6 separate regions of the Sus scrofa genome follow, and regions 1, 2, 3, 5 and 6 are each linked to region 4. Evidence: chromatin contacts called from public Hi-C and HiChIP or PLAC-seq data. All regions are on one chromosome and are shown on one strand. The core of a region is the stretch at or near the end of the contact, and the rest is flanking DNA. Distances in the headings are between cores, read along the strand shown.

Region 1 (4,985 bases), core at 1,593-4,092, 210 kb after region 4:
GGAAGGAAGGGAGAGGGAGAATCCCTTAGAAAGCTCCAAGCTTCAGAGAGTAGTAATTTTTTTTCCTCTTTTTACAGCCGCACCCGAAGCATATGTTAGCTCCCAGGCTCAGGGGTGAATCAGAGCTGGCCGGCCAACACCACAGCCACAGCAATGCCAGATCCGAGCTGAGTCTGTGACCTTCTTGGCAGCTTGCTGCAACACCAGATCCTTAACCCAATGAACGAGGCCAGGGATCAGAACCCACATCCTCATGGAGACAACTTCAGGTTCTTAATCCACTGAGCCACAGTAGGAACTCCATGTAACAAGGCATCTATTTAACCCATGTTCACTAAGGGCCTACTGGGTGCTTGGCACTGGGAACACAGTGATGCCAAGACAGACCCTGCCCTCGGGAAGCTTAAGGTAGGGGAGGGGATCTGTCTACCCCCTCGCTCCTGGCAAATTCTTCCCATACCCTTAGGGAGGGGTCTGCAGCTACACTGGTGCTATGTAACCCAGGACACAAATTGGCACATGAGTGGCCAGTCAGATCCCCTCACATGTGAAATGCACGTTCAAAGGCTGCTCAGTCTATGCCATGTGGCTGCAGCACGGTGTGTGGGGAAACCCAGGAGTTGTGGAAGAGCCAGCTTCCCCTGGACACCTGCAGAGGGAGTATGGAGACCACGTGCAGACAGAGAACATGGGCCCCACAGAGACTGGGAGAACCACGGCTTTCCAGTTCCTAGTTCCTGGTCTTTTGAGCCTGACCACACATTACCTGAGACAGCAACTGTGACCTCCGGGCACCAGCGGCACAGTCCTGTTTTTATGCTGAGCTAGGTTTCAGTTACTGGGCACTAGTTAAAAGTTATCTTAGGAGTCCCCTGGTGGCTTAGTGGGTTAAGGACCTGGCATCATCACTGCTGTGGTGTGGGTCTGATCCCTGGCCTGGGAACTTCCGCATGCCTCGGGTGAGGCCAAAGTAGTTATCTTAAGCACACTGAGGACCCCAAGGAGACTTACTCAGATATGAATTGGGAGATCTCCTTGTCCAGCATGTCCCTCTTCTCCTTCAGCCTCTGAATGTCAAGGTGCAGAGAATCCTCACTGGCTGCATCAGCCTGGTCACACGTGGCAGATGGCCGCTGAGTGGCACAAAGAGTCATTAGCTGGACGGACCAACTATCCGCAATTCAGAACCTACAAGTTGTCCCCCAGTTGCCTGTCCCTGCTTCTGGTTGGTAACAGACACCCTCCACCCAAGAACAGGACTACATTTCCCAGCTTCCCTTGGAAATCGGATGGGATCCTACAGCTAAGTTCTGGCAAGTGGAACTTAATCAGATATGGTGTATGCCACGTCTGGGAATTGCCTTCCAAGGGAGAAGGCATGCTTTTCTGTGGTCTCCCTCCTTCCTGCCAGCTGGAGGGATGCTGGAGTTGAAAGGCGTCCTGGATTATAGAGGGGGCCTGATGATTGTTTAAGCCTTCATTACTTGGGGTTTTCTTTTACTCTCAGCCAAACTCATCTTTACCTGGTCCCCAGTCTGACCCGAGAATCCACTTCAGGTCCACCTCTTGGGTTCTCCTCTCAAATCTATGTTATCCCTGGGTTTATAGTCTCACTGGGTAGCAAAACCCTTCTGTTCATCTTTGTCCTTTCTGGCTCTAAAAGCTTCAAGGGCTGGTGCCTGATACTCGGCTAGTCTTCAGGAAATGGGTGTTGGAGCAACTCTAATACAAGAGACAGAGGCAGACGTGGTTCCCATATTTAGGATAGGGGCTTTTAACCAGTCAACGGACCATGAGTAAATACTAGCTGCCAGGCACAGGCAAAGGCTCCAGAGGTTTAGCAATGGATAAGACATCCAGGCTTGATCCCCTGCCCTCATAGACTGTAGAGCCTCGTCCCAGACATAAAACACCCAACAATTAGGCTCTTCTTCCAGAGAGTCCCATTTACAGCTCTCCTCACAGGTCCCACCTCATCAGAAAAGGCTTCCTGACCACCCCAGCTAAAATGGCCACTCCTCAGTCACTCACGAGCCCCTTGTCCTGATGTTTTCTTTCTTTCTTTCTTTTTTTTGGCTTTTGTTGTTTCAAGGCCGTACCCTCAGCATATGGAGGTTCCCAGCCTCAGGGTCTAATTGGAGCTATAGCTGCCTGCCTACACCACAGCCACAGCCATGCCAGATCTGAGCCACATCTGCGACCTACACCACAGCTCACAGCAACGCTGGATCCTTAACCCACTGAGCGAGGCCAGGGATCGAACCTGCAACCTCATGGTTCCCAGTCGGATTTGTTTCTGCCGCGCCACCACGGGAACTCCCTGTCCTGATGTTTTTAACATCAGTCACCACCCGACATGTTGTACATTTCAGGAATAATATTATGTTCATTGTCAGTCTTATACCCCGGGGCTGTAAACACCATGAGAGCAGGGACTTTGTTTTATTCACTGCTGATTGCCCTGTGTCTATAACAGTCTCTGGCGCATAGCAGGTATTATCTCAAATGAGTCCGTCAAACAGCCAATCAACTAACTGCCATCTGCAAAGTGCTTTGAAGTACAGGGAGCCAAGGGAGTGTCTCACAGAGCCACTGGCCTGAGCCAGAAAGTGGGGCTGAGATTTCTCTGAGGAAGCTCAGCTTTAAAGGATGCGTAGGTATCAGTTTGGCCAAAAGCTGGAAAAACAGTATCCCAGACAGGGGTCAGTGTATCCAAATGCCCAAGACAGGAGAGAGCACATGTGTTTGAGGGAATGAGAGTGGTTTCCAAGGGGGTGGAACGGGTGAGGGAGGGACAGTGGGAGGGAGGGACAGTGGTGTGGAAAGAAGGAAACCAACCAACCACTTGTGGCGCTGGCAGGAAGGAGGAGAGACGGAGCCCACTTGCAGAGCCTGGGGTACCACTGACGAACGCCAGGATGCTCTTTCTTTTTTGAAGCTTGGTGGGCAGGAGGAAAAGAAGGGGAAGGACTGCGAAATGACCTGGACTTTCTCCGCAGAATGAGGTCAGCTGAGGGAAGACCTCGAAGAGGGCAGCGGGTGGGTCAGCCGCTGCTGGGGACGGAGAGGGGGGCTGGGAGCCGAGGGAGCTAACCGGGTGGGAGGGCCGGAGAGGGGGCAGAGGCATACTCACAGGGGATCGGAAGGCCCCGCGGCAGCTTTTGGAAAGTCCTGGTTGAGTCCTGGAGAGGAATCCAAGGGAAAAAGTTGATTGGACCCAGAGTCCGCCTCGGCAGGAAAGCGGTACTCTGGGGGTGTGAGAGGAGGGACAGCCGTGCGGGAGGAGCGACCGCGACTGGATGCTCCCGGGATCAGGGTGGGGTTCCTCGAGGAGGGTATTCGGACAGGGGGTAGAGTGTGGAGGAGCGGATGGAGGCCTCTGGAGCTGATCTCAGGGAAAAGAAAGTTGGGGGCAAAGCTACGGGAGCGAGAGGGACTGGGAAGGGATGTGCTTTCCCCGTGCTGTCCGCTCCTCGCCCACCTCCTCAGCCCTGGGGTTCGGGGCCCCCGACTCGGGGGGGTCTGCAGTGCAGGAGGGTCCAGGGCGAGGGCGAAAAAGAGGCCTCTCAGCCCGCCAGCTATTCCGAATCCTGTGATGGAGACCAGGAGTCGTTATACAGCCAGCTGCGCGCGCACCCTGCGAGAGCAGGCCCCGCCCCTCCCCCCGCCGAGGTGGGCGGGGACCGCGGCTGCGCGCGCAGCCTGTATTATGACTCCACCCGTTCCACCTGGCTCGCGGCGGCCTAGCCACGCCCCCTTTTCCTTTCATCTTTCCAATCGGCCAATGGGATTGGAGAATCTAGGCCACGCCCACGCCGCTGCTGCCTAGAACCGCCCCGGTCCCTCCTTTTCTGGCTCAGTCGCACAGTGGCGCGGTGACTGCCGGAAGCAATTCCGCGGTGGTTGCCGGGATCGTGCTGATGTGGCCCCCCCTTCCCCCGCCCCGTCCCGGGATGTCGGAAGAAACCCGACAGAGCAAATTGGCTGCGGCCAAGAAAAAGGTAAAACACGCGGGGTCGCGGCTCCCTGACTCAGCCCGAGACCCCTTCGATGGCCGGGCCATGGCCAGAGTCTGTGCTGCCTCCAAGGCACACGGGGCGAGCCCCTCGGCGCCCCTTGGCGCCCCCCTCAAAAAGTCTTCTCAGCCAGTCCCGCCCCCTGGCAGCCCAGCCCCCGCCCTCACTCGTCACCCCCGGGTGACTTTGGGCTGGTGACCCCCGGGGCTTCCCGCTTCAGGTTCGGCCCTCGCCTCCCGCCGCCCAGAACCGGACCTCTTGGGCTCCCTGGGCTCCCTAGTCTCCCGGTCTCCAAGGACCTCGGTCCTGGCCTTGCGCTCCCCTCCCCCACCGCGGAGCGGCGACTCGGGCGTCGGGAGGGAGGAGTGGAATGTAGTTACGTCATAATCCCCCTCGGAACTGTCATTACCGCCCGGAGCCCGAGCCCCGGTGTTTGATACTACGACCCGGTCCCCTAGTGTTTTCCCACCCTTTCCGGTTTCTTTGGCCGCGGCACAGATTTCCAGCTTGATGGGAAGTCGGAACTATCGGACCTAGGTCCGACTTGGGTTTCAGGCCCCTTTACTCTAGACTGTACCCCATCCTTGGATGTTGATAGCGTAAAAGACCCCCGCTTTACACTTCACCAGTGATCTCAAAACATGGACATCATCTCTGGGTGGCAATGGGGAGAATGTGTTTTGTTTAGTTTGGTTTTCTCCCTGGTTTCCATCCAGAGAGACTTTCACATTTTTCACCTGAATTTTCTATCTCTAATTCCCTGTGAATCTGAGGCCAGAGTGCCCCTCATTCAGTGCTCTTTGGAGTGAGATCTGCTTATCCTCTGTGGAACAGATCCCCGGAAATTGAACTTCCCAGCTGGGGAATCTTTCCCAAATCATCATCTCAACATCCTAAGTGCCGCAGGATGAAATGTGGGACCGCAGCATCAATTTGGCTTGATTCTCTTGAGAGAGAAGCCTTTCGTAT
Region 2 (4,860 bases), core at 2,189-4,688, 140 kb after region 4:
CCAAGGCCAGACAGGCAGTGGCTGAACTAGAATGACTTCTAACTGGTTGCTAGCAGGGAAAAAAAAAAAAAAAAAAAGACTCCCCAAAAGGTCAGGAAGCCTCTTGAGGGCAGAGTCTGGTCCACTCCTGTGTGCCAGCACCTGGCCAAGGGAAGGCTGGGACAGCAGAGACGCTCCAAGCCAAGTGCAGAAGCCCGGGCTCAGGACACGGACACTCGGGCTCTTTCAGTGGCCCACGCTGCTTCCTCCTCTGGGTCTCCTGACTCCCATCTCAGCCTTCACGTGGATCTTAACTGAGAGGCCTTAACAGACTCTTGACGGATGCGATGCCTCCCACCCCACCACCCTTTCCCCATTTCAGAGAACAGAGATGTCCTGAGACAGTCCGCTGGGAGGCAAAGGCAAGGCAAGCATTGTCATGGGGGAAACATGGGGCGACTGTCATCCAAACAAGGTCACGCTTTGTTGATGCAGAAATGTGGAGGGGGAGAGGAGGCCCATCTGTGGCCGCGCGCAGGGCCATTTCAGCTGCAGGCCCGCACAGAGCCTCCATTTATCCCCTTCCAAGAGCCTCGTTCTCTCCTGGGTGGGGGTTGGCACACGCAGCAGCTGGGGTGGGGGAGGGCGACAGGCAAGGGGCGACAGGAGTTGGGGGGTCAGAGGAGTAGGAACTGGAAGCACTGGGATGCAGGCAAACAACCCAGACTGGCCAAACCTGGTGGTGCCAGGCTCAGAGGCCGAGGCTGTTTTTCCCTTCACGAGCAGATAAAGAACCATCTGGCTGAGTGACCTGTCACTGCTGGGTTCACTAGCCTCCCAGCGAGGGGTTGGCGTTTCTGCTGACAGCACATCTGGAGGGGAAGAAGGTGCAGGCCCAGCTTCTGGAGAGATTCAGGGAGGCAGGCAGGGGCCTGTTTTGGTCCCAGAAGAGGACCTAAGCTAGTCTCTCTTACGTCCTCCGGGACCTGCTAATCAAACTCCATCAAGGAATGACAACCTAAGATGCCTCATTTTCCCCCCACTCCTCAGTTCCCGGTGGGAGGTGTCTGGTGGTACTGGTGGTACTGGTGACTGGCATAGACCTTCCCCAAATGGCCTTCGCTTTTTCTAGTTTACTGTCATCATTTTATCGTCTACATTATCCTCCACCTGCTGGAATGCAAGTTCTGCCTAAAGCAGGGCCTGGTGCACAGCACTCGAAACGTCTGCCGAATGAATGAAGATGCCCATTTCCCCCACTTTTCCTCTGACCTCAATGGCATTCCCTCCCTCTGCCAATACCTCCCAGACGCAAGAAAGAGGTTATGGGAAAAGGCAGAGGGGATCTCACATCTGGGCTGCAGGGACACGAAACACATCTGTCCTACGTATTTTGAATCCTGTGTGACCTGAGACAATGCTCTGTTCAAGAGGCAAGATGAGGACCCTTCATTAACAAGAAGGACAAGGGTGGGTGGGTGGGGTCTTCTAGAGTGGCTATCACGGCTGGTGGGCTGAGAGGACCACATCTGCTCAGGGGAAAAAGGCAAAGTCCGAGCTCAGAACTCTTCAAGGATCGGGGTGGTATCTGGGGACAAAAGGGAGAGAATGATGCGCAAGGTGGCTTCGTTGCAAATCTACTTAGGTTCAGAAGAGGGGTGAAGGAAGTCTGCTAAGAGATGTAGGAAACGAAAGAAAGGCCAGGGGCAAAAAACATGCATTTAGACAGAGACAGAGCGGAGGAATTGGGGCCTGGCATACACATCGGGCATTCTTGCTTCCCGAGAAGCCGCACTGCCCACAGGACACTGTGGTGGTGGTAGAAGGAAAGCCGTCTTGCCTTGTTGGGGCTCACTATTGCTCTTGGGGGGAAGGGAAGCAGCAGTGGTCAGGCTGAAAAAATGGGTACTTAAGCGAGTTTGGAAGCTCTGGAGGGAAAGCACTACATCTCCCCCAAAGGACTTCCCCACTGCTGCCAGCATAGTACCTGGCAGACTGAGTACTGTGCCTGACAGAGTGAGAATGAAAGGTAAGCTGGCAGTAGATAAACCTTAATGCTAGCAACCTGCGGCTTCTCCCTTTTCAGCTCTGCTGAGGCCTGTCAAAGCAGCAAAGGTCCTCCTAGCACCCCCAGGCCATGGGGGCCACAGCTGGGCAAAAGGGTCAGTAAAGCAAAAGAGTCAGGAGGCCAAACCAGCAGAGTTCTAAGTGGACTGATGGGGCCAGACAATACCATCAATTAAACTGCAGTTAACATTCATGAGACTACCTCCCTGTAATGGATAGAAACGCTGAACACTGCGGGGCATGGACAAAGTTCTATTTATCTTTGTATCCTCCGTGCCTGGCTCACTGCCTGGCACATGGTAGGCACTCAATAAATGACTGGTGAATGGACTACTCAATGAAGGGAAAACATGAGAGAAACTGGGGGCATCCAGTGGAAGGGTGGCATTTATGGGCAGAGATTTTAGGTTCCCATCCCACACTACTTTTCCTTTCACATAAGCCTTGACTTGTTTATCTCACACACACAGACAAGTCTAGTCCTAGCTTTCCCATGTGACTCTGGAAAGGATACCACCCATCTCTTAGTGTCTCAGTTTCTTTGCCTCCTCTTTATGCCCTGCGGTGGCTCTCAGCTCTGAAATTATGTGAAAAACCTTCTGTTTGCAGGAGGAAGACGACAGTGGCATAAGGAGACTCCTCGCTGGTTTGAGTCTCTTCCGTTACTGGTGCGTGCGTCCCAATTCTGCACTTTTTAATCTCGTGCATTGTTTACTGTCACGGCTAGTCTCCTTCACTGTGCTACCTTATTGAGCTCCTTATCCCTGACTCAAGACCTGCAGGAGGCACTCAATAAGTTTACTGAATGTACCTGATGGTGTTCAGGTCTGTTTAGCACCCCCGACAGCTTGGGAAAGAGAAAAAAGGAGTCTCGTCATGACCACACATCCCACGAGAAAGCAGCCTCCAAGAACCGTGTAAACGGAACTTTTTGCCCGAAGGAAGACATCGGGGGGAAGGTAGTCCTTCTCGGTCCTGGGAGCTCAGACGCCAGACACATGGGACTGGCCCAAAACGGGGTTGGCAAAGAAGGTGAGGAGGCCGCCTGCTAACCGTCACACCTTTTGGGTCCAGCACGGTGCAGGGCCCTGAGGAGTGCCCAGAGCGCACCTTCACGCCAGGGCATGCGCCTCTATTCCTGAACATACGGCCTCGTCGCCCAGGGAGACCGGACCTCCCGAGCTCTCTGAGGCGAGTGGCGTAGCTTAGGGAAGTCGCCAGAAACCTCGGCGATTCGGTCGTGACAGGCCCCAAGGCAGAGAGAGGGCAATTCCAGGCCCGACGACTTCAATTCACCCCCACGACGCCCCAGTTCTGTGACTCACCCGAACTCCACCTCCACTGACAAGGGCGCCGCCATATTGAGGAAGCCGAGCTCACAGGAAACTCCCTCAACTTCCGGCGCTACTGCCCCGCTTCCGGTCGCCGCGGACGGAAGAGGCGGTGCCGGGAAATCCTGCTCCTCAGCGATTGGACGAAGACCTGGAGCTAAGACCCGAGGCTGGAGGGTCGCGGTACCTGATCGTCTTTGAGATGGTTCCCTCTGCTTTTTAGGAACCGGGTCCAAGCGGCCAGGGCGGGTAGCGACTTGGGTGAGCTACAGCTAGGCGGTGGAGAGTCCCGGCATCTTTGCGCAGTGACTGTGAGCCACTTTACAGTTTATCTTGCTTTAGTTACGTATTCTCTTTAGTCTGCACACCGCTTGGGCAAGGCCGTCCAGATCTTTATTTCCAGCCCGGAAATCTCTCCTGAGCCATCGACTCGCCATCCAACCGCCCCTTTTGCTGTCAGTTTGGATATCACTCATTAAGCAGATATTTTTGCACGTCCTCCGCGTGCCACGGTGATGAACTGCATAAGCAAAGTTCCTGCCTTTAGGGCACTCACAGTCTAGTGGGGGAAATACCAGTCATGCTAGTAAAGCAAAATCTCAAGCTGAAAGAAATTATATGGAGTTATAGGAACTTTAAAAAGAAAAGGACTGGAGTTCCCTGGTGGCTCAGCGGGTTAAGGATTTGGCATTGTCACTGCAGTAGCTCTGGTTACAGCTGTGGTGCGGGTTCCATCTCTGGCCCAGGAACTTCTGTGCTGTGCTGCAGAAGTGGACAAAAGGACTGACCCAGACTAGAGCTAAGCTCTAAAGCCTGAGGAGAGTTAACTGAGGAGAGGTAATCATGAGGGGAGAAAAACCTCTGGGAGCATTCTAGTGAGAGCAGAAAGTGCACAGGCTCTGGGTGGGAGAACATGCTGGAGCACCAAGAGAAGAAAGTGGAAACTGGGGAGCAGAGGATGAATGAGGGTGTGGTAGGAGATGAGGGCGAGAAGGGTGGGCAGGTGCCAAATCATGCCTGTGAGCCAGGTAAGAATTTGTCTCTATTTTGTGTGTGTGTGTGTGTGTGTGTGTGTCTGTCTGTCTGTCTGTCTGTCTTTTTAGGGCCGCACCCACGGCATTTGGAGGTTCCCAGGCTAGGGGTTGAATTGGAGATGTAGCTGCCAGCCTACACCACAGTCATAGCAACACCAGATCTGAGCCGTGTCTGTGACCTAGACCACAGCTCATGGCAACGCCAGATCCTTAACGCACTGAGGAAGGCCACAGATCAAACCCTTGCCCTCATGGACTAGTCGAGTACACCGCTGAGCCACGATGGGAACTCCTAGAACTGGGTTTTGTTGTTGCTCTTCTCTTTTTCTTTTTTGGCCAACTCCCAGGCATGTGGAAGTTCCCTGGGCCAGGGATCCAAGATACAGCTGCAGCAACACTGGATCCTTAACCCACTGTGCCACAGTGGGAACTCCTAGAACTGTGTTTTA
Region 3 (4,969 bases), core at 439-2,938, 150 kb before region 4:
ATTAACATCAGCTTCAGGCATAGTTGGATCTAGGGGCCCAATGTTGTTAAGACTGCCTCTTGCTCCCTCTTTCTGTGCCGCTTATCTCTGTGGCTCTTACAATTGGCATCCTTCTCTCCTGCCAGAGTTTCTCTCCACACAGCATAAAGCCAGCTGCCAATCGCCATTATATCCTATTCCTTATTCTTGAGATCCAAAAGAATGCCCCTTTCACGATGCACAGTTTTTGAAGGCAAGAGCCCTGCTCTGTCCCCCTATGCCTGGCAAAGAAATAGAGCTATTCTTTTCTCCTTCAAAACAAAAAAGAATGCCCCTTTCTCTCTCAGCATCTATAGAAGAGTCTCATGGAATGATTTTGATTAGGACCAATCACTGGGGATAATGAGATGGAAACCATATTTGGCATTCTGACATGCGCACTCTGCATCCCACCACCCGATGGAGTGAGGGAAACGGTTTCTCCAAAACCACACTGGATATGAAAGGGAGGTTGAGTTGACAAAAACAGCAAATGTCAGAAAAGTATCCTGCCTTGGTGGGGGCGGGGGGTGTGTGACAATCTGATGGAGAAAGATCCATCTTCCTGGACCTTCTCTGACACCTGGACTGGTGTCAGAGGGAGGAAGATGGGGGAAGGCCCTAGGGACCTCTCGGTGCAGTGTGAGCAGTGAATGATGAGGTTTCATGGCAGACAGCCTGATGCCTTGGGTTGAGCAAGTCAGGAGGGTGTGGGTGCTGCCTTAGAGTGGGGGAGACAGGATGGTCTTCGACTAGACACCATATTCCATTCTGTGATGCTCCAGCCACATCAGCGGGGGCACCATTATCATTCCCACTGCACAGACAGACAACAGAGCTTCGAGTGGTTTCAGTAATTTGCCCAAGCAAATTATAAACGGATAGGAAGAGGCAGTGCTGGAATTTCTTCTTTTTTTCTTTCTTTTCTTTTAAATTATTTTATAGCCACACCAGCAGCATGTGGAACTTCCTAGGCCAGGAATTGAATCCGAGATGCAGCTGTGACCTATGCCACAGCTGCCACAAGGTTGGATCCTTTAACCCACTCCAGGGGTAGGGGATGGAACCTGCGCCTCCACAGCAACCCGAGGCGCTGCAGTCGGGTTCTTACACGATGCCACAGCGGGAACTCCAATGCTCTGGTATTTCTGGCCCTGACCCAAGTTGGGCCTCTCATAGAATCGACACCAGGGACCTCCACTCTGCTCTCACCCATTTGCAACATCTGACGACGAATAGGGTGTCACTAAGGGGCACCAGTGGGCGACTCCTGCCCCCCTCAAGGTCTTGCTCATCACATCTTTCAACGGGACACAATTCTGCAACCTGGAGACACAATACCTGGAGATTTGAAGCGCCCAGGGAGCCGCACGCCTGCATGAGACTGTGGAATTTGGGCGGGTGGTGGAAGTCCAGTAGGATGGGATGAAGCCTCGCGACTACTCGGCTTTCGAAACTTACCTGGCTGGTGGGGGCGGGGGGGGGTTGGGGGAGTTACCGGCTGCGCGCGCGCCGGCCCCGCCCTCAGCCTCTCCAGGCACCTGTTGGCTCGAGGGCTTATTCGGCTGCAGCCGTTGCCCAATAGGTAGCCTCTCTAACCCACGACGGCCCCGCCCACCGCCCGGATCAGCCAATCCCTGGGTAACCGGGGGCCTTCTCGCTCGGAGGGCCCGCCCCTCTGGGCGCTTCTTCCGGGTGGGGCCCCGGGCCGAGGCCATGGCGCCCTGGGCGCTCCTCAGCCCTGGGGTCCTGGTGCGGACCGGGCACACCGTGCTGACCTGGGGGATCACGCTGGTGCTGTTCCTGCATGATACCGGTGAGCCGGACCCCGCGCGACCCCGGACCTACCCTATCCCGCGTGGTTCCCCTGACGTTTGAGTCTCACTGAGTCCCCTGCCGAAACCGAGATCCTGGGATTCACCCGGTCTCTTCCAGCTCCTGAGGCTCCCTCCCCATCTCTCATTCCTAGAGCCACCTACTTTCCGCCTAATACCCAGGTGATCCCTAACTAACCCCAGAATCATCCTGATCCCTGCCGGATACCCTGTCTATTCCAGGACCCACCCGGTGCCCACCAGATCCGGCCTCATCTCCTACCCACCGCCCAACCCTTCCTAGGAATTGACTCCCAAAATTCCAAGGATCAACTAGGTGAAGGACTGGCCTCCTGCTCACGCCCGTGGTCACTAGCTGCCCAAGTCCAGGCTCCCCGACCTCAGGCAAGAGAACACCCCACAGGAGAGCAGCCTGCCCCCCATGTCCTCATTCTTGATTGGTCCCCTGATGGCACTCATTCACCCACGGACCCACTCCCACCCTTACCTGCCACAGGCCAGCTCCCCCTCAAGTTCTCACCCTTCCTCACTACCACCACCACTCCCACCACACCCCAACTCCTCCTTCCTTGCTCCAGCCTAAACCCCTGGACCTGGGGCATTCCTCCCAAGACCTTCTCAGGTCTCCTCCGCTGCCTTCACCCTTTAGTCTAAAAACCTGCTCTGTCTCCCCATGCGATCCCCCTTCCTTCTCCTTCTCTGCTCCCTTTTACAACCAAGGGGCACCAGAGTTGTCCATACTCTGCTCTGGCTGTCTCCTGACCCTCCCTCCTCAGCGCCCCTATCTCTGCCAAACCTTCAGTCACCTCCATGGGCTGGATCCTTCCCAACCTGGGCTCCCCTGTTAACCCCCTGCAGCATCCAAGCCTTGTGGCCCCGCCCCCCTCTATCTCTGTCTGGGGCATCTCAGACCCACCCGTCTCTCCCCATCTCAGAGACAAACCCCTTGGACCTCTTTCCCGAACTCTCCCACACATCCAGTCAAGTCTGGCCCCTTCACCCCCTTACTGCCTCCTGTCCATCTCTCCTTCTCCACCCATCCTGCCCTTGCTTTGTCCAACCCCCCTGGGTAGGCCTCCAGGCTTCCCCTCTGATCCATCTTTACTCCAGCAGGAAGAGGGGGGTGCTTTCAGAAACAGATCTATTGTCAATCAACTATAATTTAAAAAAATTGTTTTTTAATTCTTAAAATACCAAAAAAAAAAAAAAAAAAAGGAAGAAAGAAACAGATTTGGGTGTTCCCATTGTGGCTAAGTGGGTTAAGAACCCAACATTGTGTCCATGAGGATACAGGTTGGACCCTTGGCCTCGTTCAGTGGGTTAAGGATCCAGTGTTGCTGCAAGCTTCGGAGTAGGTTGCAGATGTGGCTCAGATCCCATGTTGCTGTGATTCGACCCCTAGCCTGGGAATCTTCATATACTGCAGGTGCAGACCTGAAAAAAGCTGATCCTGTAACCTTCCATGGTTCCCTATTGCCCTCTAGAGAGAGCACAGACAAACTTTTTTTTTCCTCTTCTGGACCTGGACTTCTCCCTCTGTACCCTATGCAGTGGCCACACCCGACCATCAGTCAAACCCCGTCTCCAGGCCTTTGCTCAGCCAGGGTGACACACTTCCCACCTCCAGCAACACCCCACCCCTGCACTCTCTGTTCCACCGCCCGGGTCTCACTCTCCCTCTCTGGCCTCTCCAGCACTGCGGCAGTGGGAAGAGCAGGGGGAGCTGCTCCTGCCCCTCACCTTCCTGCTCCTGGTGCTGGGCTCCCTGCTGCTTTACCTGGCTGTGTCACTCATGGACCCAGGATACGTGAATGTCCTTCCCCAGCCCCAGGTAACTGGGGGCCCTGCACCCCTCCTCCCTCCAACAGGGAACTTAGGGCCCCAGGAATGGGTCTCATGCTAGACTTGGTGCTGAGGGCTTTCATCGAGAACCCCAGGGAATCTTGCCAGTCCTAGAGCCCCATCCTACTACAATGAGAAAATTGCCAAGGCCCAGAGAGGGAAAGCCACTGGCAAAGGTCACACAGCTTCACACAGTCCAAGGCACTTGACCCCACTCAAATGGGCACACCCAGAGCTAAGCTGGCCCCCAAGGGAGATACCCCCCAGTGTCATCCGCCTCCCAAGGGGAGCCTGTCTTATCCTCTGTCCCCCCCCATTTTCAGGAGGAGGCCAAGGAAGAACAGACAGCCATGGTTCCTCAGGCCATCCCCCTTCGGCGCTGCAGATTCTGCATGGTGCTGGTGGGTGAGGCAGGGGCCTCCGTGGGATGGGTGGAGGGGAGGTTGAGACTCCTTGGCTTCACCCCTCCTCCAGGGAGGCCTCCCAGATGCGAGACCTGACCTCCCACCCTCACTGTCGGGCCCAGAGGGGAGTGGGTGTTGAGGCCTGCCTCCCTCTGTGCCCACAGCAACCCCTGCGGGCCCGGCACTGCCGTGAGTGCCGGCGCTGTGTCCGCCGCTACGACCACCACTGCCCCTGGATGGAGAACTGCGTGGGGGAGCGCAACCACCCGCTCTTTGTGGCCTACCTGGCGCTGCAGCTGGTGGTGCTTCTGTGGGGCCTGTACCTGGCATGGTGGGTTCCCCCAGCACCCTGGGTGTGGGGCGGGGAAGGGAGCATGCACCCACCAGGCGTGTAGAGCGCCAGGCTCCCTCTTCAGGGGCCTCGGGCCCTCTCCCAGGTGGCTGCCCACCTGGGGGCTCCGTCGGGCACCCCCGCCTCCCCCAGCTCCGGGTCCCAGCCTTTCTCCTTCCCTGCAGGTCTGGCCTCCGCTTCTTCCAGCCCTGGGGGCTCTGGCTGCGGTCCAGCGGGCTCCTGTTGGCCACCTTCCTGCTGCTGTCCCTCTTCTCCCTGGTGGCCGGCCTGCTCTTGGCCTCACACCTCTACCTGGTGGCCAGTAACACCACCACCTGGGAGTTCATCTCTTCCCACCGCATCGCCTACCTCCGCCAGCGCCCCGGCAACCCCTTCGACCGCGGCCTGACCCGCAACCTGGCCCACTTCTTCTGTGGATGGCCCTCGGGGTCCTGGGAGACCCTGTGGGCCGAGGAGGAGGAGGAAGAGCGGGATGGCAGCAGCCAGGCTGTTTAGGGTCACTGGAGGCCAGGCCACCA
Region 4 (5,065 bases), core at 1,689-4,188:
TGGACTCTGCGTTTACGAAACGATGACAACATGACGGAGGAAGGTGGCGTCTAAAGGGGGGGGAGAGCAAGACAACAAGCTTCTAAGGGCAGGCTGATAAAGTCACTTCAAAACGAAGAGCACGGACCCTTACAAATCTAGAAAGACAGGTAAAAATCTCATGGTAGACATTTCCCCAGTGCTCTTCTCACGCCACAGAGCTTCTAAGTCCCACCAGGAATTTAAAATGGCCAAACCACCAAGGTTCTCGGGTCTCAGCAGATGTGCTGCCTTGGCCAAGCCATACCCTCTTCTGGGTCTCGGTTTCCCCACTTTTCAAACAGTCCTGAATAATCGTGAATGCACTTTTTTTTCTGGCTGAGCCTGCGGCAGGCGGAAGTTCCCAGACCAGGGATGGAACCTGCGCCACAGCAGTGACAATGCAGGATCCTAAACCCGCTGGGCCACAGGAGAACGCCCCGAAAATACTTTTTAACACTAAACATGCCTCCCCGCCTCCCACATTCCCACAGATTAACTGAGGTTCCTGGTACCAGATGGTTTCTGTAGCCCCTTCCATTCAATAATAAAACAGCATAATTTTGTGAGGCCGTCGGATACGAGAAAGAACCCAAGCTACAAAGATCTGATTTGGACCTGGGTTACGGGGACATTTCCTTTACAAAATACCATTTCCTGTTCAAAACCCAACCACGAGGAATACGCAAAAGAGGCAGAAGGGAGGTGAAGCCAGCTGCTCCTGTCCACTGGCCCCAAGTGATCAGCTCTGCGTGCCTCCACGGCATTCCTGGAGTCAGCATTTGCCGTCAGGGCGCTGCATTCTTCCACCTCCTCGGACCACAGCTGATGGGCTGCAACAGACCCACTGCATGGCTAGCAAAGTCCTCGCATAGCCCACGGAGGATCGATTACAAGGCCGGCCGCCTGCCCACTGTCCTCAGTGCAGGTTCAGCAATGACAGGACTGTGGGCTATTCCTGACATCCACTTCTCAGCATCTGCAGCCGCCATCCACCCCACCCCCCAAAGGGATGAAGGCAGGTAGAGGAAAAATTTCCTCTTGGAAATTCTAACCCAGGGAACCAAAGGCCATACTTAAACAGCAGCGCTCCCCACCTAACCTGTTCATCGATTGCTAGACAAGCTTATAGGGTGAGCCTATGACATATCAGATTTCTCTAATTATTAGATTACTACGCACACACTGCCAAAGATCAAAAACACATCTGAGAATGTTACCAAGCTGATGGTTCACCATAGGCCTCCCTCCCATCTGTCCAGCAGGGACCAATGCTCCTACCGAGTCTCGAGGCTCGGCTCTCCATCTAGGTCCCTGGATAACAGCTAACACACTTTGAGGGTCCCTTTGAGTGAGGCTGGCCTAGTTACTAAAAAAGGCTTACTGTTAATTTCCTGCACACAGCACATTTTTATTTTCCTGTAGCACATTTTTTAAACTTGGCCTTCAATGTGACCTTTCCAAACCTGACATCAGCTGCAAACAAAAGGGAAAATACAGGACGAGTTTGAGGAGCTGGAATCTTGGCTCATGGCTTCATACAGCTGAGTGTTCCCACTGTTCTTCAGATTTTCTGTTTCCTGGCTGCAAGACACCCCCACCCTTCCATCTTTGATACATTCTGCTTTAGTTAAGTCCAATTGCTATGACGACGCAATTTTCAACACATTATGAAAATATTTCATATGCTCTTTCTTCTCTCCTTCCCTAACAGCCATCGTGGTTAAGATTTTCTAAAATATCAGGATGAAGACAGAACAAAGAGTCACAGTCTAGGATCTATTATATAAAAGACATGACAAGGTGTTGCACCTCAACTCAGCCTTCTGGGCTAGTCTAGCTTTTAATTTAAAATATATCCAACCCTTAACCTTAACGAGCCCTTTGTTTAAAATACATTTTATCCCAGTTCATCGAAGAGAATTTTTTTTTTTTCCCAAAGAAGACTTTTAAATGAAAAGCAATTTTCTTTGGGAATCATCAACCAAATTCGCAGGAATAGCTTTCAAACAAAAGGCTGCTCTATCATTAAACACCGGCTGGCTGTAGAATTTCTGACAAATATTCTGTCCTCGACTCGAAAGACCTGGTCTCAGGGTAAAACAAACAAAAAACCCTCTAAGCTATTAAGTTATTTGATTTAGGTCTCCTACAAAGCAAGCGCCGCATCTACCAGTTATTTACAAGCAAATCAGTTGGGGAGGAAAGATATGTTTGTTACAAGGGACGAAAAGGAGATGGCCAATCTCGGACTTTTCTGCATCGAGAAAAGGCCAAGATCGCTACATTGGATGAAATTAAGGTCAAAGAGCCCTTCATCTTCCGCTCTTCCTCCCTCAAGGGCTGGGCCGGCACTGCTGGTCGGCTTTGGAGAAAGGAGCTGCACAAGTCGCTCCCCACCGAGGAGCCAGGATTGGGGGCGGCGGGGGAAGCGCCCCTCGGGGAGAAGAATGGAGAAACCAAGCGGACCAGGAAGCCCCCGCCCCACCTGCCGCAGCCGGATGGGGCAGGGCGGGGCCGAAGCCGGCTGGGGGAGGGGGGTACGGGAGGGACCTGGCGGCCCCCCGCCCCCTCCGCCCAGTCAATGACATTCCTGCGGCCGGCGCCCAGGCTCGGCCCCGCGGCTCCTCCGCAGCCCACGCACCACAAGCCGGTCGCGGCCGGTTCGCCCGGCTCCCCGCCCCACCGAGGGAGCGGCGAGGCAGCCCGGGCTCACCTGTCCGCGCGCTGGCGCGGCCCCGCCCCAGGGGCTGCCCGGCTCCCGGCCCAGGGGTCGACCGCCCTCGGGCCCCGCTCCCGCCCTGGCTCGCCCGCTCCTCCTCTCACCGGCTCCTGGGGGTGAGGGCAGTGGGTGCGTCGGGCCGGGGGTGCTGGGGGAACCGACGGGGCTCTGCGGCCTCCGCTCCTCTCCGTTCGCTCCGCAGCGGGTAGTGGCGGTGACGCGCGCGCCCCGCCTCTTTTATAGGCGGCCGCGCGCGTTCCGGCGGCGAGCGGGCGCGAGCGCGGGGGAAGGGCCCCGGCGCGGCGCGAGGGGCGGGGTCGAGCTCCGGCGGAGCAAAGGGGGCGGAGCTCCCGCCGACTCGCCGCCCGATCGTCAGGCGGAAAGGGTCGAGCGCTCCCGGAAGAAGCCGAAGAGGCAATGCGGGGGAAGAGCCGAGTCCTGCGAGCGCCGCGGGAGGAGGGGGAAGGAGTGCGCGCGCCAGGGGTGGGGGTTGATGGTGCAGTGGTGTCGCTACCTCCGCCCAGGCGGGCTGAGATGCTCCAGCCGCACCGCCCTCCCCGCAGCCAGCATCCTCCAATCCTGCCCCTCCCCGCCCTGCAGAGAATCTTCTGCACCCCACCCACCCCTCCGCCCCTGGGAGCCCTTCCAGGACTGCAGCGAAGGGCGGGGCAGGGCCATTGCTGCAGTCTGGCCGGGGATGCTTCGCGCCCCAGCCGGAAAAACGGCCAGTCACAAAGGGTGAGGTCACCCGTATGCTTCTCTTCCTCTTGCTCCCTTTCCCTAGGAGAAGGCTGGTGCGGGGACCCAAATCAGCCTTCTCTGTTGGGGGTTGGGGGTTGGGGGGTCAAGAAATAGAGGATGGGAAGTTACCATCGTGGCTCAGCGATAACGAACCCGCCTAGTGTCCATGAGGATGAGGGTTCGATCCCTAGCCTCGCTGGGTGGGTTAAGGATCCTGCATTGCTGTGAGCTGTGGTGTAGGTCGCAGAGGCAGATCGGATCCCGCGTTGCTGTGGCATAGCCGCAGCAGCTGTAGCTCCAATTCGACCTAGCCTGGGACCTTCATAGGCCGCGGGTGTGGCCCTAAAAAGCAAAAAATAATAAACTAAAGGAAGAAACCGAAAATGACTTGAGGCTTCGGGTTTGAGGAGGTAATAAGAGATGTCAAATACGATCATCAAAAATTTGGCGTTTATGTCTGTCTTTCTGAGATTTGAAGAGTTAACAATTTCTTAGGCTCTTACATCAACAGCTTCTGACAAGTCGCCAGTGGAACAGGATGCATTAGTCGTATTTTGCAAATGAGACATTAAGATTCTTTTTGCCACAATGAATTGATCTTTCCTTATGTACCAGGCACTCTGCTAAGCATGTCATGTATTAAAATTTTTAAAAATCTCTGCAATAATTTTATGAGATAGTGTTCTTTCCCCATTTTTTCAAAAGAGGACACTGATATCAAAGCTTATTTTCCTGTCCTAGGTCAGGCAGGTAGCCAGAAGAAAAAAGCTAGGATTTCAATCCAGGCAGCCAGAACCTTCTCTTTAAACCCTGTGCTATATACTGCCTTGTCATAGGAAAGGGGAGGCATTGTGATGGTGGATGCTGAGGTGCCAAGAAAAGGAAATAAGATTTCTGGAATTTCTGTTCCTTACAGTCTTAGCAGTTTCAGGGCCTGCCTCTGTAGCTAGAAGCCCTCCAGTATTTAGGAAGCCTTTTCCCCACCCCCACTCTGGTGACAGCTGGGCCACAGCCATTGAGAGTAACACCCAGATCATTCCTGTGCAGTCAGGCAGACCAGGAGCTCTGCAGCTCAGGACAGCCTCAGCCTCCTGGTTACCAGGCACCCCACCCCCTCCCCTGCTGCTGCTGCCGCCGCCGCCGCTGCTGCCGCCGCCGCCGCCGCTGCCCCTTAAATAGCTATGAAGGCCATGGACACTGCACCAGAACTGGGGGCCCAGCCCTGAGCTTCTTGGCCCTCTGCAGTTTGCCTTGTTCCCTGGGCCTGGAATCTGCAATCTGGCTTCTCAGCTGCCCAGGCTGGAGCCCTGATAATGAAGAAAAACTCCCCTCTTCCCTCACTCCATGGGTGTGCAGAGAAAAGAAAAGGAGTGGCCACACCCCAGAAGCAGCTTTCGAGAATCTGGAGGAAACACGTAGGAGCTGAGAGGCATTTCCTGCAATGTTCCGTGTAGAGAAAACAGACCTGGTACCTCCTCCCCGGCCTGTGCATTTCTGGAGGCAGCTGATGGCGTCCACAGTCTCTTCTCCAGTGGGGAGCAGCAAAAGGTTTAAGCAGCTATTCAGATCTGGGTACAAAATGGC
Region 5 (4,715 bases), core at 120-2,619, 180 kb after region 4:
TTTTTTTTTTTTTTTTAGGGCCATACCCACAGCATATGGAGGGTCCCAGGCTAGGGGCTGAATTGGAGCCACAGCTGCTGGCCTACACCACAGCTCACAGCAATGCGGGATCCTTAACCCACTGAGCAAGGTCAGGGATCGAACCTGCGTCCTCATGGATCCTAGTCAGATTCGTTACCGCCGTTAACCGCTGAGACACAACGGGAACTCCCAGCATTATTGTTTTTACTAGCAGGAGTAACAGAATTTTCCAGACTTAGAAATCCTGGAGGGGATGAGAAAGGCAGTGTAGGATCCAAGAATGTTCTAGTCAAATGTCTAGCAAGCACTTACGGAGCATTTATTATGTCCCGTGCCCTATCCAAAATGCTACCACTCCAGTGGAGCAGGGTAGTTATGGTTCCCGACCTCATAAAGTTTAATTTCTAAAGGGACGTTATACTTTTACGGGCATAAATCATCTAGCCCAGAGATCCTCAGTGTGGCTGGATGACAGAATCTCCCGGGAAGCAGTTTAAAAAGGCAGAGGCTCAGATTCCACGCCCCTTCCTGCCTCCCTTCCCCACTCCCACAAGATTCGAATTGAGTAAGTTTTAGGGTGGGATCCAGGCATCCGCATTTTATGAATACTGCAAGTGACTGTGAGGTGCAGCTTGGTCTGGGTACCCTGGCCTTGTCTTGTTTCCAGTTACCCAAAGGAAACGGAGGTTTTGACAGTGGCAGGGACCTCCCCGGGACTTCCAAGGCAAGGGTGAGCCTCCCCCCTCCCCCGCCCTCCCAAGAGAACGCCAGGCGCGGGCAGCCTTACCGTGGCGATAAGGGTCGTAGAGGGCCATTACGGCAGAGCCCGCGGCCAACAGCGCCTTCTGCAGCAGGGAAGTGGGGATGTGTTCGGGGTAGAGGAGGCCGGTGCCATGGCTCGTGGCACGAAGGGGCACATCTGCGAGGCAAGAAAAAGGCCGCGCGGTCAAAAGAGCCGGGGGACGCCAGCACGCCGACCAGCCCCCGCCACTTGCCTGCAGCCGGCTGCCCGCGGCCTTGGAAGGCGCGGAGGGGGCGCAGGGCCCCGCGCAGCAGCGTCGCCATGGCAGCGGGTACAGTCGGACGTCCGCGGGAGGATGGGAAGGGCAAGGCCAATGCCCCAGACTTCCCCGACGACGGCGCGCCGGAGAAGTCAAAAGGGCTCGATTCCTACGGCGCGGAGTAGGGTTTTTTTTTGCGGGAGGGGGGAAAGAGCACGGACAGGAAAGGTCTCTATCTCTAAGTATGAAGAAACCCAGGCAATCTAATTCCAAGGATATAAAATTCTCCCCATTTCACCTTGCCCCCCAAAGTGTCTCTAAGGAAGCCCGCCTGGCTTTGGGGTTCAGTGTCGGACCGTACTTTGTTCACCGCAGCACGTTTTCCCCGAGGACAGAAAGACGAGAACCTCTTCCGGCTGCGAAACATGGCAGCGTCCTCTGGAAGGACTCTATTTGGGGAGGGACCATATGGCATTTCCGCCGGGTGCCGCTGTCCTGCGAGCCCCAGACGCGGGCTCCGGGATGGGGTCAGCCGGCCTGGCGCGGCTGCATGGGCTCTTTGCCGCCTACAAGCCCCCGGGGCTAAAATGGAAGCATCTACGGGATACGGTGGAGCTGCAGCTTTTGAAAGGTGAGTGCATCGAGCCAGTCTTAACGATCCCCTTCCCATTTCCCTCGGAGTCTATTTCCGCTTCTGATCCTTGCGGGTAAAGTCAGTCATGTGACCTCGTCGCCTGGGCGGCTGCCTTTTCCTGATCGTCTGTCGTATGCACTCTGTTTGTTGTTCCTCTCTTTCCCCGGTGTTCAGATGGGTAAACAGACTCTATTTTTAGTTGTCATAAGTAGTAGAGTCAATATTTGACTCCAATTCTTGTTCCTAATTGCTACTGATCTCTGCACCCGTGGACTTGGAACTGTCTTATGCATCCCCGTGTTTTCCTGTCCCGCCCACCCCTGGGTGTCCACACGGAATTGATGAGATGCTATTTACATGTGTGTGCTCAGGTCTCAATGCTGGGAAGCCTCCTGCTCCTGAACAGCGTGTTCGCTTCCTGCTGGGTCCGGTGGAAGGCAGTGAAGAGAAGGAGCTGACCCTCACAGCCACCACTGTGCCCTCCCTCATCAACCATCCTCTGGGTAAAGCACATTTAGGAAGGGGCCTGGGTGTCACTTCCCAGGAAATCCCTGCTCAGAATCAGTGTCCTAGCCAGTGCTCAGACTCTTACTGTCCCGAACCAGTGTAGGGTGGCAGTGGGGATGAAGTATTTGACCAGAGATTGGCAAAGTTTCCTAAAAAGGGCCAGATAGTCAATATTTTAGGCTTTGCAGGTTCACCTCTGCCATTGTAGTGCAGAAGTAGCTATAGATAGTATGTAAAGCAGCGAGCCTGAGTGTATTCCAAATAAAGCTTTACTTATGGACACAGACATTTTCTTTTTAATTAAATTTTTTTTTTTCCTGCTTTTTAGAGCCACACCTGCAGCATCTGGAAGCTCCCAGACTAGGGGGTGAATTGGAGCTTCAGCTGCCCGCCTATGCCATAGCCCCAGCAATGCCAGATCTGAGCTGTGTCTGTGACCTACATCACAGCTTACAGCAACTCCGGATCCCTTAATCCACTGAGCAGAGTCAGGGATTGAACCCACATCCACATGGATGCTAGTCAGTTTTGTCAGCATTGAGCCACAGGGGGACTCCCTTCTTGGTTTTTTGTTTGTTTGTTTGTTTGTTTTGAATCATTGAAAAATGTAAAAACCGGTTTAAATGGTAGGCCGTGAAAACCCCAGGACTGGGGATGTGACCTGTGGACTGTAGCTTGCTGGCCCCTTTGTTATCCTGGGACTCCAGGTAGGGATCGAGGCCCTCAGGTAGAACTCCTGTGCAGGGCGTTTTGGGCTCCTGTGAAAGAGTGACATTTTAGTCAATATAGCTGCCCAACAGTAGAACTAGTTCTGAAAATGAACCCCCCCCCCGCTCCACTAGGTGTGATTCAGGCATGCATTGGGAAGGCTAAGGAACTTGACCAGGGACCTCTAGGACCCTTGGACAGAAATATAGTCACTCCACAGTATAATAACAATAAGTATGATGGGTCGAGGACTTATTTTGTATTATACTGTGTTAAGCTTTTCCCAACTACTGCCTTACTGAATCCTAGGAGATGGGGTCTAGTCCCGTTGCACAAATGAGAAAACTGAGGCTCCATGGGAATTTTTTGCTTGCTTGCTTGTTTGTTTTGGCCATGCCCCAGGCATGTGGAAGTTCCCAGGGCAGGGGTCAAACCCGCACCACAGCTATAACTGGAGCCACAGCAGTGACAACACCAGATCCTTAACCCACTGAGCCATGAGGGAACTCTGGGCTCTGTGTTGACATTATGTCATGTACCCTGGATTTGGTAGGCTCCTTTTTTTTTTTTTTTTTTTTTTCCCCCTTTGCTTTTTAGGGCTACACTTGCAGCATATGGACGTTCCCAGGCTAGGGGTCTAATTGGAGCTACAGCTGCCGGCCTACACCTCAGCCATAGCAACAGGATCCCCAGCTGCATTTGCAGCCTACACTACAGCTCACGGCAACGCCTGATCCTTAACCCACTGAGTGAGGCCAGGGATTGAACCTGCAACCTCATGGCTCCTAGTCAGATTTGTTTCTGCTTCGCCACAACGAGAACTCCCTTGGTAGCTTGGTAGGTTCTTAAGCACCCCTTCTTCTCACTTCCTTTTTTTTTTTTTTTTTTGCTTTTTTTTAGGGCCACACTCACAGGATGTGGAGGTTCCCAGGCTAGGGGTCTAATCAGAGCCACAGCTGCCGGCCTATGCCACAGACACAGCAACACAGGATCTGCTCCATGTCTGCCACCTACACCACAGCTCTCAGCAGTGCCAGATCCTTGACCCACTGAACAAGGCCAGGGACTGAACCTGCCTAGTTGGATTTGTTTCCACTGCGCCACGACCGGGAACTCCTCCTTACTTCAGCTTGATCTACCAAAGTATAAAACCTTCTAGCTCTTTCCTGCATTCATTCTTTTTTTTTTTCTTACAGCTTTATTGAGATAAAATTGATACAAAAAAGTATTATGTACTTAACATAATCATATGATCGGTGGCCATTCATTCTTTCAACAGTTATTTCCCAAGCTGTCAGTGAATTCTGGGTCAGGGAATCAGAACTGTGAATACAGAGACCCAGGCCCTGCCCAAAGGGGCTCACAGCCTCCATTATCTCCTTGGGATGGTGGTCAGGCCCCCTTCCTGCAGGAGCTGGGTGGGGAACCCCACAGGCTTGATTCAGGTGTCTTACTCAGTCCACTCAGAGCCTCTCACTGGGGGGAGTGGCGAAGGCAGAGAGTAACAGGCCTCTTGGGTTGCCTTTTTCTGGGCCCAGGAAACTGAGGAAACAGCTTGGGGCTCCAGATTCCATGGTGGGGAAGTCCGAAAGTTCAGCCTGACCCTGGTTTGGGCTCCATGAGGCTACACGCTAGGAGTGAGGCGCCACGTAGCCCAGACCCATCCTGGAGGCTGGACTTGCTGAACAAGAGGATCCTGTTTGTTTTCCTTCCAGTACGTGGACCAGCATTCACCAGCCTGAAGGTTGGCGTGGGACACCGACTGGATGCCCAGGCGTCTGGGGTGCTGGGTAGGTGGTGTGCTGAGCCTGGGGTGCAGTGATAGAGGCTTGGGAGAGGGATTG
Region 6 (4,632 bases), core at 791-3,290, 190 kb before region 4:
TGTTTCCACTGAGCCACAAGAGGAACTCCTCTTTTTTCTTTTCCTTTTTTTGTCCTCAGTATGAGGGAGTTCCCGGACTCCTGATGGGATTCGTTAACCACTGAGCCACGAGGGGAACTCAAGCCATAGCAGCAACAATGCCAGATCCTTAACCCCTAGGCCACCAGAGAACACCCTCAATAGACTTTTTTTTTTTTTTTTTGCATTTTTTGCTTTTTAGGGCCACACCTGTGGCATATGGAGGTGCCCAGGCTAGGGGTTGAATTGGAGCTGTAGCCCCAGCCTACATTCGTTAACCACTGAGCCACAAAGGGAACTCCTCCTCAATAGACTTTTTAAAGGATTCAAAATTGTGCGAACACACCTACATATGGTCCAAGACTAAAAGATACTATGCAGAAGGAAAACATCCACAAAATTAGTTTATGAGAATTGGGAAGAGGGTCCTCAAGAAAAGGTTCCTTAAGAAAGTAGACTCTAGGGAGTTCCCGCCTTGGAGCAACAGAAACGATTCCGACTAGGAACCATGAGGCTGCCCATCTGATCCCTGGCCTCGCTCAGTGGGTTAAAGGCTTCCACGTTGCCCTGAGCTGTGGTGTAGGTTGCAGATGTGGCTCAGATCTGGCGTTGCTGTGGCTCTGGCGTAGGCCAGCGGCTACAGCTCTGATTGGACCCCTAGCCTAGGAACGTCCATGTGCCGCAGGTGCGGCCCTAGAAAGAGACTAAAAGACAAAAAAAAGAAAAGAAAAAAAAAAAGAAAAGGAGACTCTAAACTGAGACTAGAAGCAGGAGGAGTGTATACTGGATACAGATGGGAGCAAGAAGAGTTTGGTACGGAAAAACTTACTTGAGTCTATGCGAGAGGAGGGGATCTTTATTATGTATTTATTTATTTTGTCTTTTTACCATTTCTCCGGCGGCTCCAACAGCATATGGAGGTTCCTAGGCTAGGGGTCCAATCGGAGCTGTAGCCGCTGGCCTACGCCACAGCCACAGCAACGCGGGATCCGAGCCACGTCTGTGACCTACACCACAGCTCACGGCAACGCCGGATCCTTAACCCACTGAGCAAGGCCAGGGATCGAACCTGCAACCTCATGGTTCCTGATCGGATTCGTTAATCACTGAGCCACAACGGGAACTCCGAGGGGATCTTTAAAAGAACCAAAAATGCTTCAAATTTTCTTAAATGGAGAACGAAAGCGGGGCGGGGAGCGAGGGGGAGAGGGACAAGAGGCTGGAGAGAGAGAGACGGGGACAGATTATCCTTGACGTCTACCTTGAGGGTGGAAGGCAGGGCAGGGCTCAGACCAGACTTATTCGTTTTGGAAAACTCACTCTGGAACTGTGGAGAGAATGAGAAGAAGGAGCAGGGAGTTCCGTTAGGGGGCTGTTGCAGAAATCCCGAGAAGAAATGGTGGGGGACAGAGCCGGGCACTACCGGAGGAGGAGGGGAGGGGCTGGTTTGAGACCCTTAGGACCAGACGCATGGATGAGGCGCTAAGGAAAACCAAGCGGCCAAGGCCAACTCCCTGTTTCCCAGGCGACAGCCGAGCTGCCGGGGCTGGAGAAGTAGCAGCGCGGAGGGGTAAGATGGTGTCCGCTTTTGGACGCGTGGGTGTGAGCTACCTGCGGAGAAGCCAGGGGTAGATGTTCAACAGGGCGCGGGAGGCAGGGGCTTGGCTCGGAGGCACGTCCGTGCTGACGAGGAAGGTGGAGTCAGTCCGCCCCTAACCGTTCCCTGGGATCTGGGGAACCGCAGGCCGGAGCAGGCCCGGAAGCCGGTGTCACCGAGAGGCTCCCACCCCGTCCCCGGAGCCCAGCGAGAGCCCGTGAGGAGCGCGATCAGGACCGGAACGGAGACCAGATGCTCCCCGCTCCATCCGCAAACCCGGCGGGATCGGAGTCGTCCGGGATTGGAGCCGCCGCGGAGCCCCGGAACCTTCGGCCGCTGTCGCCCCGGTTCGCCGCGGAACCGGTCGGGGGAACCCATTCGCGGTTGCTAAGGGGCGGCCCCGGAAGTGACGCGCCCCGGGTTTGTTGACAGCGGAGGCGGCGGCGGCTGCAGGCTCCGAGCCGTAGGAGCCGGATCGGGGGAGGGGCCGGGCCCGGGAGCCAGCACCCGCCGGCCCTCAGCCCCGCCCGCAGCCCTAAGGGCAAGGTAACGGCCACGGGGTCTCCCCTCCCCGGCGCGACCCCCTCCCGCCCGGGGCTCCCATCCCTGGGATCCCCAGCTCCGCCCCGCAGACCCCCTTCTTCCCCAAACCCTGGCCCTAGCCTGTCGAGATCCCCTGCTTCCCCCGGAGCTCTGGCTCGGAATTCTCCCGGGCCGCATCCTCTGCGCCTCCTTGTCGAGGAAGCATCTCGTCCACTCCCGGGGCCAAGGGATGTATCTGCGTCCTCTCTCTTTTCCCCTCCTGCCTCCGGTGCCTCACCATCGCCACTGCCACCACTTGCAAAGGTCCATCTCGGCGAATGGTGGGAGGGTTCCCTTCTTAACCCCTGCTGCCCCGTCAGAGAAACATGCCATTAAAACTAAACTCCATTCCTCCAGAAAGAAAATGACGCCCTGTCGCTTAGCCCCTACAAAATGGGGGATAAATGCAAGGCTAAAGAGGCTAGCTTCTGCCCCTCCTACCTGTTGGATGAGCTGAAGTTCCCCCAAAGCAGTGCCTGAAAGCTCAGGGACCGCTTGGATTCTAGATAAGCTCCCCAAAGGGATGACAGAGTGTGGGGGGATGCACAGGGTGGGAAAGGGATGGGGTGGGGTTGCAAACCTGAGGGCCAGAGGAGCCTGATAGGTGAGTTGAAAGTGAAACCGACTGTGCTGGCTACTAAAGTTCTGTGGGTGGAACTTGGCTTGGCTGTTTGGCCCAAGCAGTTCAAGATTTCCAGGCTTTGTGCCTGTCAGTGCGTTTGATTTTTACATCGGGGAAGATGCCTGATGCCTCCACAGAAAAATCACCCCATATGAACAAGGGTCACAGGAGGCTATACTTAGAGCAGGAGGTGGTTGCCAGTGGTGAGGGGGTCTCTGTGTTTCAGGTCACTAATTGATTCAGCAAATCATAAATGTATGTAAGGTGACAACAATGTAAGGTAGAGGAAAACAAAGCAGGAAGAGCCATGCAAAGGCTGGGCTTGCCCTATTTTTAGAGGGAGATCAGAGAAGATCTCTAATGTGATATTTGAGCAGAGACCTGAACAGAGTGAGGGAGCAAGCCACATAGCTCTCTGGAAGCTGAGCAAGTGCAAAGGTCCTGAGGTAGAATACCTGATGATTTAAAGAAACAGCCAGATAATGGAGTTCCCATCGTGGCTCAGTGGAAACAAATCTGACTAGTATCCATGAGATGCAGGTTCAATGCGTGGCCTCACTTAGTGGGTTAAGGATCCAGCATTGCCCTGAGCTGTGGTGTAGGTCACAGACGAAGCTCTGATCTGGTGTTGCTGTGGCTGTGGCTGTGGTGTAGGCCAGTGGCTACAGCTCCAATTCGACTCCTAGCCTGGGAACCTCTGTATGCTGTGGGTGCAGCCCTAAAAGGACAAAAAGAGAAAAAAGAAAAGAAAAGGAAAAAGAAACAACCAGACAGAGTTCTCGTTGTGGCTTAGTGGTAATGAACCCAATTAGTATACATGAGCATGCTGGTTCAATCTCTGGCCTCTCTCAGTGGGTTAAGATTCTGGCGTTGCTGTGAGCTGTGGTGTATGTCACAGATGAGGCTTGGATCCCGAGTTGCTGTGGCTGTGGTATAGACTGGCAGCTGTAGCTCCAGTTTGACTCCTAGTCTGGGAACCTCCATATGCCGCAGCCAAAAAAAAAAAATTAAGAAACAGCCAGAGGGAGTGTCTGTCATGGCTCAGTGGTGAACGAACCTGACTAGTGTCCATGAGGACTCGGGTTCAATCCCTGGCCTCACTCAGTGGGTTGAGGATCTGGCGCTGCCGTAATCTGTGGTGTGGGTCGAAGACGTGGCTCGGATCCCTCGTTGCTATGGCTCTGGCATAGGCCGGCAGCTGTAGCTCTGATTCCGCCCCTAGCCTGGCAACCTCCATATGCCGCCAGTGCTGCCCTAAAACACAAAAAGACAAAAAAAAAAAAAAAAAAAAGAGAGAGAGAAAGAAAGAAACAGCCAGAGGACCATAGGGCTGGAGCCGAGTGAAGGAGGGGAAGAGTGGTTGACAAAGACAGAGAAGAGCAAGAGTTCCAGTCGTGGTGCAGTGGGTTAACAAATCTGACGAGGAGCCATGAGGTTGCGGGTTCGATCCCTGCCCCTGCTCAGTGGGTTAACAAATCTGACGAGGAGCCATGAGGTTGCGGGTTCGATCCCTGCCCCTGCTCAGTGGGTTAACTGTAAGCGTTGCCATGCGCTGTGGTGTAGGTTGCAGACACGGCTCAGATCCCACATTGACTGTGGCTCTGGCGTAGGCCGGGGGCTGCAGCTCCAATTAGACCCCTAGCCTGGGAATCTCCATATGCCGCAGGAGCTGCCCTAGAAAAGGCAAAAAAAAAAAAAAAAGACAGAGAAGAGCAGGGGCCAGATGATGGTGCGGAGGATGTCAGAGACTGTTCATGTGATTCAGGGTCCCAGGGTGTCTAAGGGGACACCCTTTCAAAACTGTACTAACTCG

What was found. A called contact is a pair of places that touch in the nucleus more often than the background predicts. HiChIP or PLAC-seq counts read pairs in DNA pulled down with a chosen protein or histone mark.
Region 1: an H3K27ac HiChIP or PLAC-seq map of alveolar macrophages shows a contact between it and region 4. The contact joins the promoter of GOLGA2 here to the promoter of SPTAN1 in region 4. A contact is called at or near these places in 3 of 47 Hi-C or Micro-C datasets (embryonic fibroblasts and mesenteric adipose tissue) and 1 of 2 datasets of contacts at active chromatin or transcription factors (alveolar macrophages).
Region 2: a contact with region 4 is called in an H3K27ac HiChIP or PLAC-seq map of alveolar macrophages. The contact joins the promoter of URM1 here to the promoter of SPTAN1 in region 4. A contact is called at or near these places in 4 of 47 Hi-C or Micro-C datasets (epiblast stem cells, liver and subcutaneous adipose tissue) and 1 of 2 datasets of contacts at active chromatin or transcription factors (alveolar macrophages).
Region 3: a Hi-C map of skeletal muscle shows a contact between it and region 4, with 2.2 times the contacts expected there. The contact joins the promoter of ZDHHC12 here to the promoter of SPTAN1 in region 4. A contact is called at or near these places in 1 of 47 Hi-C or Micro-C datasets (skeletal muscle) and 1 of 2 datasets of contacts at active chromatin or transcription factors (skeletal muscle).
Region 5: a contact with region 4 is called in a Hi-C map of skeletal muscle, with 4 times the contacts expected there. The contact joins the promoter of COQ4 here to the promoter of SPTAN1 in region 4. A contact is called at or near these places in 2 of 47 Hi-C or Micro-C datasets (liver and skeletal muscle) and 1 of 2 datasets of contacts at active chromatin or transcription factors (alveolar macrophages).
Region 6: a Hi-C map of heart right ventricle shows a contact between it and region 4, with 1.7 times the contacts expected there. The contact joins the promoter of ZER1 here to the promoter of SPTAN1 in region 4. A contact is called at or near these places in 3 of 47 Hi-C or Micro-C datasets (heart right ventricle, liver and retroperitoneal adipose tissue) and 1 of 2 datasets of contacts at active chromatin or transcription factors (alveolar macrophages).

What each region holds. Positions count from the first base shown.
Region 1 is chr1:268,719,031-268,724,015 of Sscrofa11.1, reverse strand. It overlaps GOLGA2 (golgin subfamily A member 2), which reads left to right and starts at 2,842. Exons shown (of 26, transcript XM_021069501.1): 1 at 2,842-3,005. SWI5 (a long non-coding RNA gene) reads right to left here and starts at 3,784. Exons shown (of 5, transcript XR_001306646.2): 1 at 3,482-3,784; 2 at 3,134-3,182; 3 at 1,012-1,133.
Region 2 is chr1:268,797,017-268,801,876 of Sscrofa11.1, reverse strand. URM1 (ubiquitin related modifier 1) reads right to left here and starts at 3,438. Exons shown (of 5, transcript NM_001243487.1): 1 at 3,372-3,438. The coding sequence starts at 3,406.
Region 3 is chr1:269,081,572-269,086,540 of Sscrofa11.1, reverse strand. It overlaps ZDHHC12 (probable palmitoyltransferase ZDHHC12), which reads left to right and starts at 1,688. Exons shown (of 5, transcript XM_021069717.1): 1 at 1,688-1,834; 2 at 3,548-3,684; 3 at 4,019-4,096; 4 at 4,264-4,430; 5 at 4,616-4,969. The coding sequence starts at 1,735. The coding sequence ends at 4,946.
Region 4 is chr1:268,933,993-268,939,057 of Sscrofa11.1, reverse strand. SPTAN1 (spectrin alpha chain, non-erythrocytic 1) reads right to left here and starts at 2,938. Exons shown (of 59, transcript XM_013993907.2): 1 at 2,845-2,938; 2 at 1-50. The coding sequence starts at 32.
Region 5 is chr1:268,753,344-268,758,058 of Sscrofa11.1, reverse strand. COQ4 (ubiquinone biosynthesis protein COQ4 homolog, mitochondrial) reads right to left here and starts at 1,369. Exons shown (of 7, transcript XM_001928334.4): 1 at 1,017-1,369; 2 at 809-940. The coding sequence starts at 1,086. It overlaps TRUB2 (probable tRNA pseudouridine synthase 2), which reads left to right and starts at 288. Exons shown (of 9, transcript XM_021069594.1): 1 at 288-751; 2 at 1,335-1,653; 3 at 2,028-2,159; 4 at 4,587-4,661. The coding sequence starts at 1,491.
Region 6 is chr1:269,119,287-269,123,918 of Sscrofa11.1, reverse strand. It overlaps ZER1 (zyg-11 related cell cycle regulator), which reads left to right and starts at 2,040. Exons shown (of 16, transcript NM_001244486.1): 1 at 2,040-2,161.